Linked DNA regions of Mus musculus: all the other regions are linked to region 3. A link is a contact called in public ChIA-PET and promoter capture Hi-C data. All regions are on one chromosome and are shown on one strand. Each heading gives the region's core, a stretch centred on a gene start, on an enhancer-like site or on the middle of the called end of the contact. The rest is flanking DNA. Distances are from core to core; before and after follow the strand shown. Region 1 has its middle 92 kb from the start of Gm33892. Region 2 holds the start of Aldh8a1 (aldehyde dehydrogenase 8 family, member A1). Region 3 overlaps Ahi1 (Abelson helper integration site 1).

Evidence for each region. Promoter capture Hi-C pulls out the DNA fragments that hold promoters and counts their contacts. ChIA-PET counts read pairs in DNA pulled down with a chosen protein or histone mark.
Region 1: an RNA polymerase II ChIA-PET map of memory CD8 T cells shows a contact between it and region 3, with 5 read pairs. The contact joins two enhancer-like sites.
Region 2: a promoter capture Hi-C map of embryonic stem cells shows a contact between it and region 3, with 6 times the contacts expected there. The contact joins the promoter of Aldh8a1 here to the enhancer-like site in region 3. A contact is called at or near these places in 5 of 39 promoter capture datasets (the C10 cell line, embryonic stem cells, fetal liver and 2 more), 1 of 484 Hi-C or Micro-C datasets (embryonic stem cells) and 3 of 9 other capture datasets (adipose tissue, liver and pancreatic islet).

Annotation. Positions count from the first base shown.
Region 1 is chr10:21,477,611-21,481,481 of GRCm38.p6, forward strand. No RefSeq gene overlaps it. Among named protein-coding and RNA genes, the nearest start is that of Gm33892, 92 kb to the right of the region's middle. Within about 2 kb of position 1,986, at least 46 of the 459 cell types and tissues checked have an H3K27ac peak or open chromatin away from gene starts, as enhancers often do. A contact at or near this core is called in memory CD8 T cells, where this site is marked.
Region 2 is chr10:21,374,747-21,378,875 of GRCm38.p6, forward strand. Aldh8a1 (aldehyde dehydrogenase 8 family, member A1) reads left to right here and starts at 2,554. Exons shown (of 7, transcript NM_178713.4): 1 at 2,554-2,732. The coding sequence starts at 2,595. Gm33803 (a long non-coding RNA gene) reads right to left here and starts at 12. Exons shown (of 3, transcript XR_380156.3): 1 at 1-12.
Region 3 is chr10:21,052,144-21,056,289 of GRCm38.p6, forward strand. It overlaps Ahi1 (Abelson helper integration site 1), which reads left to right. Exons shown (of 24, transcript NM_026203.3): 20 at 2,838-3,000. Among named protein-coding and RNA genes, the nearest start is that of Gm20149, 10 kb to the left of the region's middle. Within about 2 kb of position 2,783, at least 93 of the 459 cell types and tissues checked have an H3K27ac peak or open chromatin away from gene starts, as enhancers often do. A contact at or near this core is called in embryonic stem cells and memory CD8 T cells, where this site is marked.

The sequences.
Region 1 (3,871 bases), core at 736-3,235, 420 kb after region 3:
TCCTTTGCCTGGGATTCAGGCACCCATATTCTCTGTACTGGGGAGGAAGCAGGGAAAGAATAATAAGAGAGCAACCAGGTTTTTAAAATGCTTGTTGGAATTTGCACATGCCACTTGCATTCACAGTATGTTGCAAAGGGTTACTCAGATGGACTCTGCTCAGTACAAGGGAGGCAGCTAGCAGTGACAATTCCACACAGGAACTGTGGTGTACAGACGATCACCCCTGCCAAACACACACCATACATTTACTGGTGACATACCTCTCACCAGGAGGAAAACACCATGGAGAAATGCCCACACTGGTCCCCTCTGATCTTTTAGACACAGATCAGTTCCTGGTTCCTGGGAGCTCCACAGGAAATATTTGTGCATATTTTTCTTTTTAAAAGAATCCTTAGTTTAGAGGAGGAGGGTTTTGCTGTGGGAGTTGAGGCTGAAAAGATGAAGGCCATGCTGTAGATACTTCTAACCATCTTGAACCAACCCAGATCACAAATTGGACTGGAACCAAGGAATCTGGCTTCATCTTTCCCCATAAAACCATCTGGGTAATAATACATAACAGAATTTCTCCATGGCTGTCCTGTGGCTTTGTAGATAAGCAATGATGAATCAGTCACAGTGAAAAAGAGTGTAATTATGTTTGATTTAACTGTCCTCATATACAAATGGCCTGCGTTCCTCCACGGGGAGGCTTGCTTTGTTTGGTAGATGGCATGTTCAATCTGTGGCATAATTCCAAATTGTTTCTGTAGATTGTTCTGTTATCGACTGTTCTGTTGAATTGTTCTTGCACAAGGAAGCATACTGTGTACAAGTGCAGTGTTCTGGACTGAAGTCTTGTCATGGTTGTGACGTCAGACTTGAAGCCAAGTTCCAAGGTTTATACAACCTCCCCTCTGTGCCTCCACTTGAGACCAAATCGTCAATTCTGTAGATTCCTGTAGTGAAGAGTTCCTGTTGACTGCCTTTAAAACACAGCATGAAACAACAAAATGAAAGAAAATATATATGGATCTTTGGTGGATTAAGTTATCAAATATTCCAAAACATTCGGAAATGTTACAAAATTGGTTGAGCATTAGTCACGTTGACACAATCTGTTTACACTCTTAGATGATTTTAATGGTCACACATCTGATCCTTGCTTCATAAAAGTCAAGGATGTAAACCCAAAACAGATTATATAATGTGAATAATTAAAATATGCACGAAATGGTGGCTTTACAAACGTTTTTTATTACAATTTGGAAAGTAAGAGTATTATTTGAGGGTAAATAATCCCAAAGTACTTGCCAACCAGACTTGTGGACATGAGGCTAAGGCTGTGACCTATATGTGTCTAAGGGAGGACATGACACATGTCTCAGGAACCCTTCATGCTCTGAAATATTTTTAATTCAACAAGCATGGTGTTCATAAAACTGTATGTTGAGGTGAAGTTCTTTTGGGAACGTCTTCATCATCTGACATCAGCTATGTAACCAAGATATGGCTGCTTCTTCATGGTTGAGTAGACAGCAGGAGGAAAGGAGGAAGGCCACAATCCTGGAAGCCCAGGGATACCAGGGCATCACACTAGGAGTGTGCATGCATTTCTAGTATATAGAGAGTAAATATTAGGAAGAAAAAGATTAATGGTAATATATATCATTTCCTGCTTGATTTCTATTTCCCCTTCCCCTTCCTATCCCCCTCCGTCCCTCACTCCCTCCTACACTCTCTCCTTTCCTTTCTTTCTTCTGGTATGTTTTCCTCAGAGCTTAAACCACAAGTCTGACCTGAGCACTAGCTGTCTGAGTCCATTGACTATAGAGATGCTTGTAATTTCTCAGTGTGCTCCCCAGTTGTTTTTAAAAATTTGGTAGTGATGAAATTTTTTTATGTTTTCATCCTTTGCTTCAGATGGTAACGAGGATTCTAACCACCCAAGTACTTCCTGTGTTAGCTTCTAAGCGTGGTGTGATAAACCACACACTGCACAGCTTAAACAACAGAAATGTAGTTACTATCTCATTGTGTGGAGAGACTTGTGAGGAAGGTCTGTACCACAGCTGCTGCCTGGCTTCTGATAATTTGTGGTTATCCTTGTAACTCCTGACTCAGAGGAGTGTCTTCCACTCCGGACTTGTTTTCATGTGGAGGTCTGTGTCAAAGTTTCTTTCTCCTTTAAATACATCCACCATGCTTGGTTATGGGCGCACGCTACTCCCACAGGATCTCATCTTTTAATGTGCAAAGGCTGATTCCCATGACCACATTCTGAGATACATGGGGGATAAGGATTAGTATACTGATTTTCTTTCTTTAAAGTTATTTAATATTCATACACACATATAATACGTTTGGATCAAATCTGTCCTCCTTCTCTCCTCCCCCAATTTCTCCCATTACCCCTGCAACATTTCATTCATGATTTCATGCCCCTCTCCCCATGGAGTCTATTTAGTACTCCCCGTCTCTCAGCATCCATCAATGGCTTAGAATTTCTGAGAAAGAGTGGGGCTTGACAAGCCTTCCCCTTATCCATGCCGGATTGTTCTTGTACAAGTCTTGTGGTCTTGTGCTTGTAGCCACTATGAGTTCTTGTACAGCACATGGATTTTCAAGGATTCGACTCAGCTAATAATGCTGTCCAACTAGTGCTTTCCAAGTGAGGTGAGGAGAGAAGGAGGACCAGCAGGGATGTTTGCATTCTCTTATTTTTATTAGTTCTCTGAGAATCGAGAGTTGGTACAACGTGAATTTTAATCTTTCTCATCACCCAGCTTTTCTTAGATCCACCCCAATTCTCTTCCCACCTAACTTCATATTCTTAAAACAAAACAAAACAAAACAAAACAAAACAAAACACAAAAACAAAAACAACCTTCAGGACCAATTTGAGCTGCCCAAATATTCCTGGCATTGCATGGGGGACATTTTCAATCATCAGGAGGATTCACTCTCGGAGAAAACTGTCTCTTCCTCTCCCAGCTGCTAACTACTGCCATTTGCTCCACAGCTAGGGCTGGGATTGTGTGCTTCACTTCCCTCTCCATGCTGAAACTTGGTCTGGCTTGCACTTGCACAGGTCTTGTGCATGCGGTCACAATATCTGTGACTTCATATGTGCAACTACCTGCTGTATATTTTCTGGTAGCCATCCTCCACTTTTGTCTATTACACTCTTCACCTCCTCTTCCACAATGGCCTAGAGTCTTGAGAGAGGATACAGTATGTACCCCCTTTGTGCTCTGTGTACAAACCTGTTTTATTTTGCTTAAGACGATGTCTTAAATTGGGTTTTATTGCTGTGAAGAGACACCATGACCAAGGCAACTCTTATAAAGGAAGACATTTAATTGGGGCTGGCTTATGGGTTTAGAGTTTCAGTCCATTATCATCATGGTGGGAAGCATGACTGAGTCTAGGCAGGCATGATACTGGAGGAGCTGAGAGTTCTACAACTTGCTCTGATGGCAGCCAAGAGGAAGGTTTCTTCCACATTAGGCAGAGCCTGAGCATAAGACCGCAAAGCCCATCTACAGAGACACTCTTCCTCCAACAAGGCCACAGCTCCTACTAGTGCCACTTTCCATGGGCCAAGAATATTCAAATCACCACGGAGGATGACTGAGGATTCTTTGAATGTCCTTCCCCCATTGAAATGGTTTGTGCCCATATCCAAGGGAGATATAATGTCTATGCTGCATCCTGCCCAGCAGTGTATATTAGGATGGAATGAAGCAAAGCATCCTACTGAATTTGGAAATTCAAATGGTCACGTTGCTTTTTTGTTCCGTAACTGGATGAGATTTGAAACTGCCTTGAGAGGTTGTACATAAAGAGATCTCTGACGTTCACAGAGGCTCTGACTCAGTGAGCT
Region 2 (4,129 bases), core at 1,304-3,803, 320 kb after region 3:
GAGAGAGGGAAAGAGTAGGGAAGCAGAGGCCAGCCATGAACACGTGGAGAGAGGGGACAAGGGAAGGCAGAGAGAGGGGGAACAGGGGAGAAAGAGTAAGAGCAAGAGAGTAAGAGGTAAAAGAACGAGGAGGGGGCAAGCAGCTCCTTTTATAGTAAGCTGGGCCACGCTGGCTGTTGCCAGGTAACTGTGGGGAGGAGCATACCTGGCTGCCAGGTAACTGTGGGGTGGAGTCCAGACAAGAACCAGGAGCCTGGGGTATTGCCTATGATGCCACACACCTGTCTGCAGGGGGCTGTGGGAGACTGTTATGATCCTAGAAAAGCACCGGTGTTTGAGGAATTTAGTCCCGGAAGGCATCCTTTAAGTCTGCTTTGGATGGCGGAGGGAGAAAATATCATGTTAATTATGCATCCAGGATAGGCAGTAACAGTTTGTCTATAAAAGGAAACTGGTTGTCAATTAAGGACTGAAGGATGGTAATCAGCATAGTTGATTTGACCTGTGGACGTAGATTAGATGACTTTTGAACCTTAAAGGAAATGTAAAGTGAGTTGAATAATTTTTTGGTAACACATGAATGCTAGGGAGAAAAACAAACATTTAAATAAAGAAGAGAGAAAATTGTGGGTTGAAAAGCACAAACATTGTTACAGGTGTTCCTGTTAGGAGAACTTCTAAGCATTTAAACAAACCCTGAAAACCTTTGGCTTCAGGTGTGTTTTTTCTTTGGTGGGCTTAGGTGGAGGGGCGAGGGGCCTGCTCTGCCATGAGGTGGTTGTGTGCTCTGGCAGATGGGTTCCTGTTTTCCCCATTTGTTTTTTCTTGGAAAGCAGAAGGAGATGAAATTCCAATCTTAAAGAAAAGCTCAAAGGAACAAGCACAGAAGTTTCATAGGGCCGTAAGGGACAGAGGGAGTGGGAGGCAGCCCCCGTAGTTCTGTTCTGTTTCTAGCCGGAAGCAGTGGTAGCCTGCTGGCCAGTGTGAGAGGGTGAATTCTGCCTTTTGGCCTGCAGGGACCTTAGGGAATGGCGTGTTGGCTGGCAGGCCGAGGAAACAGAGTTCAGGGCAGGTGCTGCCATTGGAGGAGTCAGCTCCATAGGAGCCCTGTTGTGGGGCTGGGGGACGGACAGAGAGTAGAGGCAAGATTTGGAGAGTGTAGCTCAGAGTCAAAGGAGGAGGGGGAAGAAGCTGGCCAGGAGGGAGGGAGAGAGGGAGGGAGGGAAAGACAGAGACAGGGAGGGAGGAGATTCATGGTCAGTAAGAAATTGAAGATGCTCTCTTTACATTTTAAACATTCTACAAGGTAGAAATACAGAGAATGGAAACACAGCAATACAGCAGCCAAAACATTTCCACAACTGGTGAAAGACAAAGCCAGTGGTAGAAAAGCAGCCTCTTCCAGTCACGGTTAAGAACAAATTCTCACCAAATGCACTGTGGTGAAAATGGGACGCCAAAGACGACAGACAGCCGTCAGTAGGTGGAGACGTGAAGTACAGGAAGGATGGGGAGATAGCAACATGGAGAACAGAAGGAACAAGACCTTCAGAGGGTTACTTGCAAAATACAAAACAAGCGCTATGATGCACAAGAGAGTTTGGTTATCCATGGAGCCTCAGCAGAGTGAACGGTGGTGTGTCCTGTCCTCTCAGAGGCCATGTGCTGGTCTGTTCAGCTGTGACAGAATAACTGAAAATCGATCACTTGAGAGAACCTGAATTCTTGTTGTTCTGGAGACTGGGAAGCCCATGATGTTGGTGTGAGGAGATTGTGTATGGTAAATATCCCCTGCCTCTGCCACTTCCTCACCAGGCAGGGCAGCTGTGCTCCTGCGGCAGAAGGCACAAATGACCCATAGCCTGTTTCGAAGGCACCACCGAGGCCGTGAGCAGCACCTTAACTCCAGGAGTGCCCACTTAAACACTGCCACTGGAGGGTTAAACGTGCCCGAATTCTGAGCGTTCAAACCACGGCATTGCCGGGTAGTGAAGACGGCTCCCTTGCTCCTGTGGCCAGTCCCTACAGGGACATGGATGCATCCTCCTGAGATGGACTCACAGGCTGTTAGGTGTAAATGTAGCTAAAGTTTCTTCTCATTTCCTGTCAGTACTTGAGTGTTCATGTGTGACCTTGGCCACATTGTGTAACCTTCCAGAGGCTCAATGCCTTCCCTAGAAAGGAGGAAGTAAGGATTGCTGCATGGGACAATATTCTGTGGAGCCAATTTTCTTTATGCTTTGCACTTCGTGTTTAAACAGTGGGCACTTATGGTGCAGTGCCGATAAAATCATCTCACACACACACACACACACACACACACACACAGTTGATATGAAAGGACAATCTGAAGACATTGTACATATGTAACTTGATGTTAGTTTAATGCAGTGCCCATTTCTCAGAATGGACCATGAGTTGCCTTCAAGAACCATCCGAGTTTGGAATCAGGAAAGTTCTGAAGCGCAGCGGGTCTCCTCCTCCCAGGTTCGGATATGCAAATGAGGACACTGGGCCTGGGGGTGAGATGAGGGTGTCCAAAGTCCTGAGGGCAGTCACAGAGGGCTGCTGTACACAGAGGGCACTTTCCTAACATGGCTGGAAAAAGGGAACTTTTGATGTTGGAGAACTTTATAGGTGGGAAGTTTTTACCCTGTAACTCATATATAGATTCTTACGATCCATCAACAGGGGAAGTTTATTGCAAAGTTCCAAACAGTGGGAAAGAAGAGGTAAGTCTATTCACTTGGGAAACTAAAACGTATTTACTGTGTTGACAAATTGTAGACAACCATTTTCTAAAACTAAAGGGGAGAGGATGAAGGAAAATGTAGCATTTTATAAGGTAGTTTATCATATGAATGGACTGGTCTGAGCTGGAATGGCTCTGAGTTTACTATGTTCAAGAGAAAGTTGTTAGCTGTGGGAACAGTGGTTTTAATGTTTGTAATTCTCAGACAGATTGTAATAGTTATAGAGAACTCTTACGATATGAAATGCATCCTTCTCTCTACAAAGTGCCCACTGGCTCCATGGGTTTATAAAAATAAATCTTGAAAACTTAAATTGGGAACAAAACAAAAGCCCAGTACTTTATTTTAGACCATCATCTGATAGTTCCTCATATCTCTGAGAATACCCAGTCTAATAAAGCCAGTTATTTGAGTAATGAAGCTGAAAATTAAACTCTCATGTCATTTCATTAAACTTAACAACTTAAAAAATGAGGGTTCATGTCCCTTTCTCTTTCCTTTTTCTTTCTTTTCTAGTTATGAAGAATTAAGTCACTTGGGGAATTTTGTAAAATGCTTGAGATATATTTAATGTTATGAATTATTGCACTGAGAATAAAAAATGTTTGGTGTGCTGAGTGACTGATGTGTGTGTGGTTACCAAATGCAAACCGCCCATTGTTTATTCTTTTCAAGGCACAAACAACTCGATTATAATATAATTCCAATCTTCCTATATAAATATATCTTATATGCCAAGTTTTTTCTTCAAAAATTCAACTTTTTTTCTTCACTGGTAAATTTTAAATCTGTCTTCTAGAGGAAAAAAACAACTTTAGACTCTGTACTAAAGTTTAAGAATATTGGGTAACTTGTTAGTTACATTGTAACCAGCAATTTTGCTTGCTTCCAATGACCCAAACTGCATGAGACCAAGGCTTCTCTTCTCCATCTCCTGGTGTTTCCAAAGTGAGGAGATGCAGGTGGAGTGTGGTACCGGCTGGCACTTCTTCAGGAAATAGAATAAAACATATTTGCTTTTGCTTTTCCAGTAATATGTATGTTTTATTTTCTCAGCAATCCAGTTTGCAAATATTTTGGGTTCCACAAAAGCTGTGTCTTTGTTGATTTTACAAGATATGTGCCGAATTTTGGGCCTGTGTGAGTGTGTGTGTGTGTGTGTGTGTGCGTGCTTGCTCGAGCGCGCTTGCTTGCATGCAGTGCAAACTGAGATAGTACAACCTGTAGACTTAATCTGAACCATACAGGAGGGCAGAAAAGCACTCAGATGCATTCTGAGTGCATCACGTTTTGGCCACAAGAGGGCATCTGCTTATTTACCCTGGGAGCCCCACACTCCCGTTCCAACAGAAGCCTCTATCATGGGTAGGGCGAGG
Region 3 (4,146 bases), core at 1,533-4,032:
TAATCCAAGTTTTGGGGGAGGTCAAAGCAGCAGTTCAAAGCCAACATGGGATGCATAGTAAAACCATGTCTCAAAAAGCCTCTGACTAGTGGTAGAGCTCTTGCAAAGCACATGTAAGGCCCTATGTTTGACCCCCTCTGAAAAAGAAGGAAGGAAGAAAGGAGAGAGTCAGACAGAGCAAATGACCAATCTAACTCCATCAATAGGGAGGCTAAGGCAGGAGGATCCCTTAAGCACAAAAATTTGAGACCATCCTGGTCTTAACTAGCAGACAGGCAAATAAAAACAAAACTTGTTCCTGGCCCTTCACTGAAGAGTGTGTTCAATCAACTTGGCTCTGAGAAAAAGACAAAATTCTGTTTCGACTATCCACGGTCCTCACTCAGGGTGGTACAGAAGGGAACCCGCATAGATATTCTGTCTTCTAGCATAATATTCAATTAATTGAATGCAATATTCAACACACTATTGTGAATAAACTATTTTTTTCCAAGTGTAGGCTTACTATGAATTCTTAAGGTACATTTACATGTCAGGATAAGCCATGCTTATTGGATAGATTGGGTATATTAAATGCACTTCCCAGTTAATGATAGTTCAGTTTACAGGTCAGAGACCATCTGTATATAAACAAAGTGGATTTTATAAAGCTTTTCATTTCCCATATCTTACATTACCAGCCTGAACACACCAGCATATCTTTAAACATTTGTTATAGAAAGAATTCATAACTATGCTTTCAGCTCAAGAGTCAAATCATATTGCAGAAAACAATTTTGCCCTACATATATGCAGGGGACACACACACACAGTATCCTACATACATGCAGGGAACATAAATACATAATGTCCTACACACATGCAGGGGACATACACACAGTGTCCTACATGCATGCATGGTGGTTACATACCACGTGGAGTATTACAGAGAACAATCACTGAGAACCTTCCAAACAGACATGGAGGCCTGCCATATCAAAAGAATAGGCCAGATACTATTCATTGGGGATAAACCTCTTATTGGGATTTTGCCTACTGTTGTTTGGTTGATTGGTTTTTATTGTTGTTGTTTGTCCAGTTTTGCTTGAACACTTAGACAGTAAAATCTTGTAGCTAGAAAGGTCATGATTTATTTATAATTTACTGCCAAGTTCAACCAAAGAATACGTTGTTTCAGATGAGAAGTTGCTAGCATTTTAGATGCAAGCCCATCCTTGCATACCACATCCTTGCATACCGCTCAGCAGCTTCTCCTGAGCCACGTCCTTTCTGCCATGGCTTTCCAGCCTGAGAAGAGAGTCTAGCCAAAGATCAGGCTCCGTGGCTGGAATGTAGACTGTTGACTTGGCAGGCACTTCATTGCCTCGCTGGGTAACAAGTCTGTGCCTAAATGGCAATAATACCATGGTGACATGCTCCAGGAACTGTCCCATTGCTTCAGAGCATGGGCTCTCAGCCTTCCTAATGCTGTAGTCCTGAATACAGTTCCTTCCTCATGTTGTGGTGACCCAACCATAAAACTGTTTCATTACTACTTCATAATACTATAATGTGCTGCATTGGATACTAAGAAAGCATCCACTGATCATTGGGTATATACCATTGATCATTGGGTATATACCATTAGAGGTATAGTGGGCAATCTGAAGCCAGGCCTGTCTTATGGAACCCTGTCTCTCAAGAGACTCTTTCATCAGTGGATGCTTATGAAAATTTAGTGAAAGCTAAATATCCATTACTAAGATATCTATCATCAGGCATTGATATATTAATGTCAGTTATTGATATATTAATGCTATGTGTTAATATAGCATACATATTGTCAGTTCGTGAACTCTAATCGAGGGTGGAACACCATGCACATTAGGATTTAAATAGTCAGTGAAAGAACCCATCAGCCTAGTTACAAAGACCTACAGCGGTGTGTTTCCATGATACAGTTTTGTAACATGGACATTTTGAAGCCTTGTTTGGGAAAAATGGTAAAGTAAGCATATTTATACACATGAATGGCATGTGCATGCACGCCGCTGTGCCCCACTCTCTACAGTGCACCGGGTCTGGGTGGACTGAGCTCCCCCAGATGCTAGAAAGGGCTTTTAAACCCTCAGCCAGGCAGCAGCACCAGTTTTGACTTGTGCTTTTTTTTTTTCTTTAAACAAAAACAAATCAAATATAAGGGGTAGTGTCATAAAACAAAGGAGAGGATTGTCTTAGGACTTCTCCTCTTAGTTCCTAGCTAACAAAGATCAGCCTTTACAGGGAAGTCAGGAGATTTAGGCTGTTGGTATAAAAATATCAAAAGCTGTTTTTCAAGAAAAGTTTCTCTCAAAAAGAGACTTGAGCAGTCAACTCGGGATGGTAACGGAATTAAATGGCCAGGTTGTCCCATTGAGCCTTTCCTTTTTGTAATGCTGATAACCTGCATTTTTCTCTTTCAGATGCATCTGCTTAGCACACAGGACAGGACCTAAAGGAGTTTTATAAAGTGCTTAAGGGAATGGTGTGTTATGGGTTTTGTTTTTTGGGTTTTTTTTTTTTTTTGGTTTTTTTTTTTTTAATTTGCTTCACACTTTCAAACTTTAACATCTGGTATTTTGAAGCTAATCTTGGTGTGTTGAATGTTCTTAGCCATTTCTCAATCCCACAGTCTTTTATCTTGCTTCTCCTGCTGTGTTCCCACCACCCCTGATCCTATTAGCAACCCCTGAGACAGCCTCAGACTTGCCAAAGTCCTGCTTTGGTTTCAGCTGCTCTTCTGCAAGAGGAAGTGAGTGTTGGGGCTTTTTCTGTGGCACAGTTGTGATAAAGCTGTGGTGGTCTTATCTCTCTCTTAGGTAGTGGCTCTTTATGACTACACAGCCAGCCGATCAGATGAACTAACCATCCATCGTGGAGACATTATCCGAGTGTATTTCAAAGATAATGAAGACTGGTGGTACGGCAGCGTAAGAAAGGGGCAGGAAGGGTTCTTTCCAGCTAATCATGTGGCCAGTGAAAGTAAGTGCACGCAGTCTTCCTGGTACACTATGATAGAACGGAGCCCAAGATGTGATCATTCACTACTCTTTAATGCATGTATTGTCTATATGACCATTGCTTATGTTTAGCATGGAATATTTTTCATCCTCATGATGGGAAAACTGAAAAGGCGATGCACTAGTATGCCAGAGAGCTACTCAGCTCTGAGATTGGAGTGCCTGCTGACTGCCCTTGTCATGCCCGGGGAGCCTGTGGCAGCTGCCCAGCTCTGCTCCCGCCACAGGGGCTGTTGGTTGATTAGCGGCGTAGGAACTTCAGCTCCCTCAGCTCCCACTCTACCTGTGTCCACCTCAGCTCTGGCCGGGGTCTCCGTAGCAACACCAGTGAGCGGGGCTTGTTCCTTCTCAAGTTCACTAAATGAGAAGAAGAGAGCACAAACACTTCCCAGTGAGGCAGACATGGCTTTTGAAAGCTGAAACTAGGCTACCGCAGGGAGCCCAAGGTGGACTGTCCTGGAGGAGGGGCACCCAGCAGGGCTGCTTCTTCGGAATGCATGCTAATTACCTGTCCTAATTGCCGCTGCTGGCCTGGTGGCATGCTGGGAGACCTGCAGCCCACGCGCAGCTTATACTGACCTAGGGGACTTCTTCGCCTTTGAAATAAGGACTTTGAGCGACATCAGCTACGCTTTCGTACACAGACACTGATATGCTGGTTCTGATTGCCTTTTGTTTCTGCAAACAATTATTTATTCCTAATCATTGATTTTCATGCTAATCTTTGAAGCCCCGTTTAAAACATATTATGACTGAATAAATGGACTATTAATTCCTGGCTTAAGTTCCAGAATTTGAGAGTAAAAGGATATTTTTTAAAATTAAAAGGAGGAAAAAGAATGTCTTCCTTGATTGTCATGCTAGGCTCCATCTAGATGAAGTGACTTCCCTTTAATGTCACACACCCCCCCCCCCCCCCCCCACTTACTGCCCACTGGTCCTTCCCAAAGCTGTAGGCTGGTGTCTGTCTTGCTGCAGCTCCCTCCTCCCCTTAAAAGTGCCAAGGAGTGCAAAAAGTACCCACTTTCTGTCTCCTGCAACACAATTTTTAATTTTCTACTTGTCCCTGGTTTGTGTATTCTGTAAGGAACTAATAGCTTGTAAACTC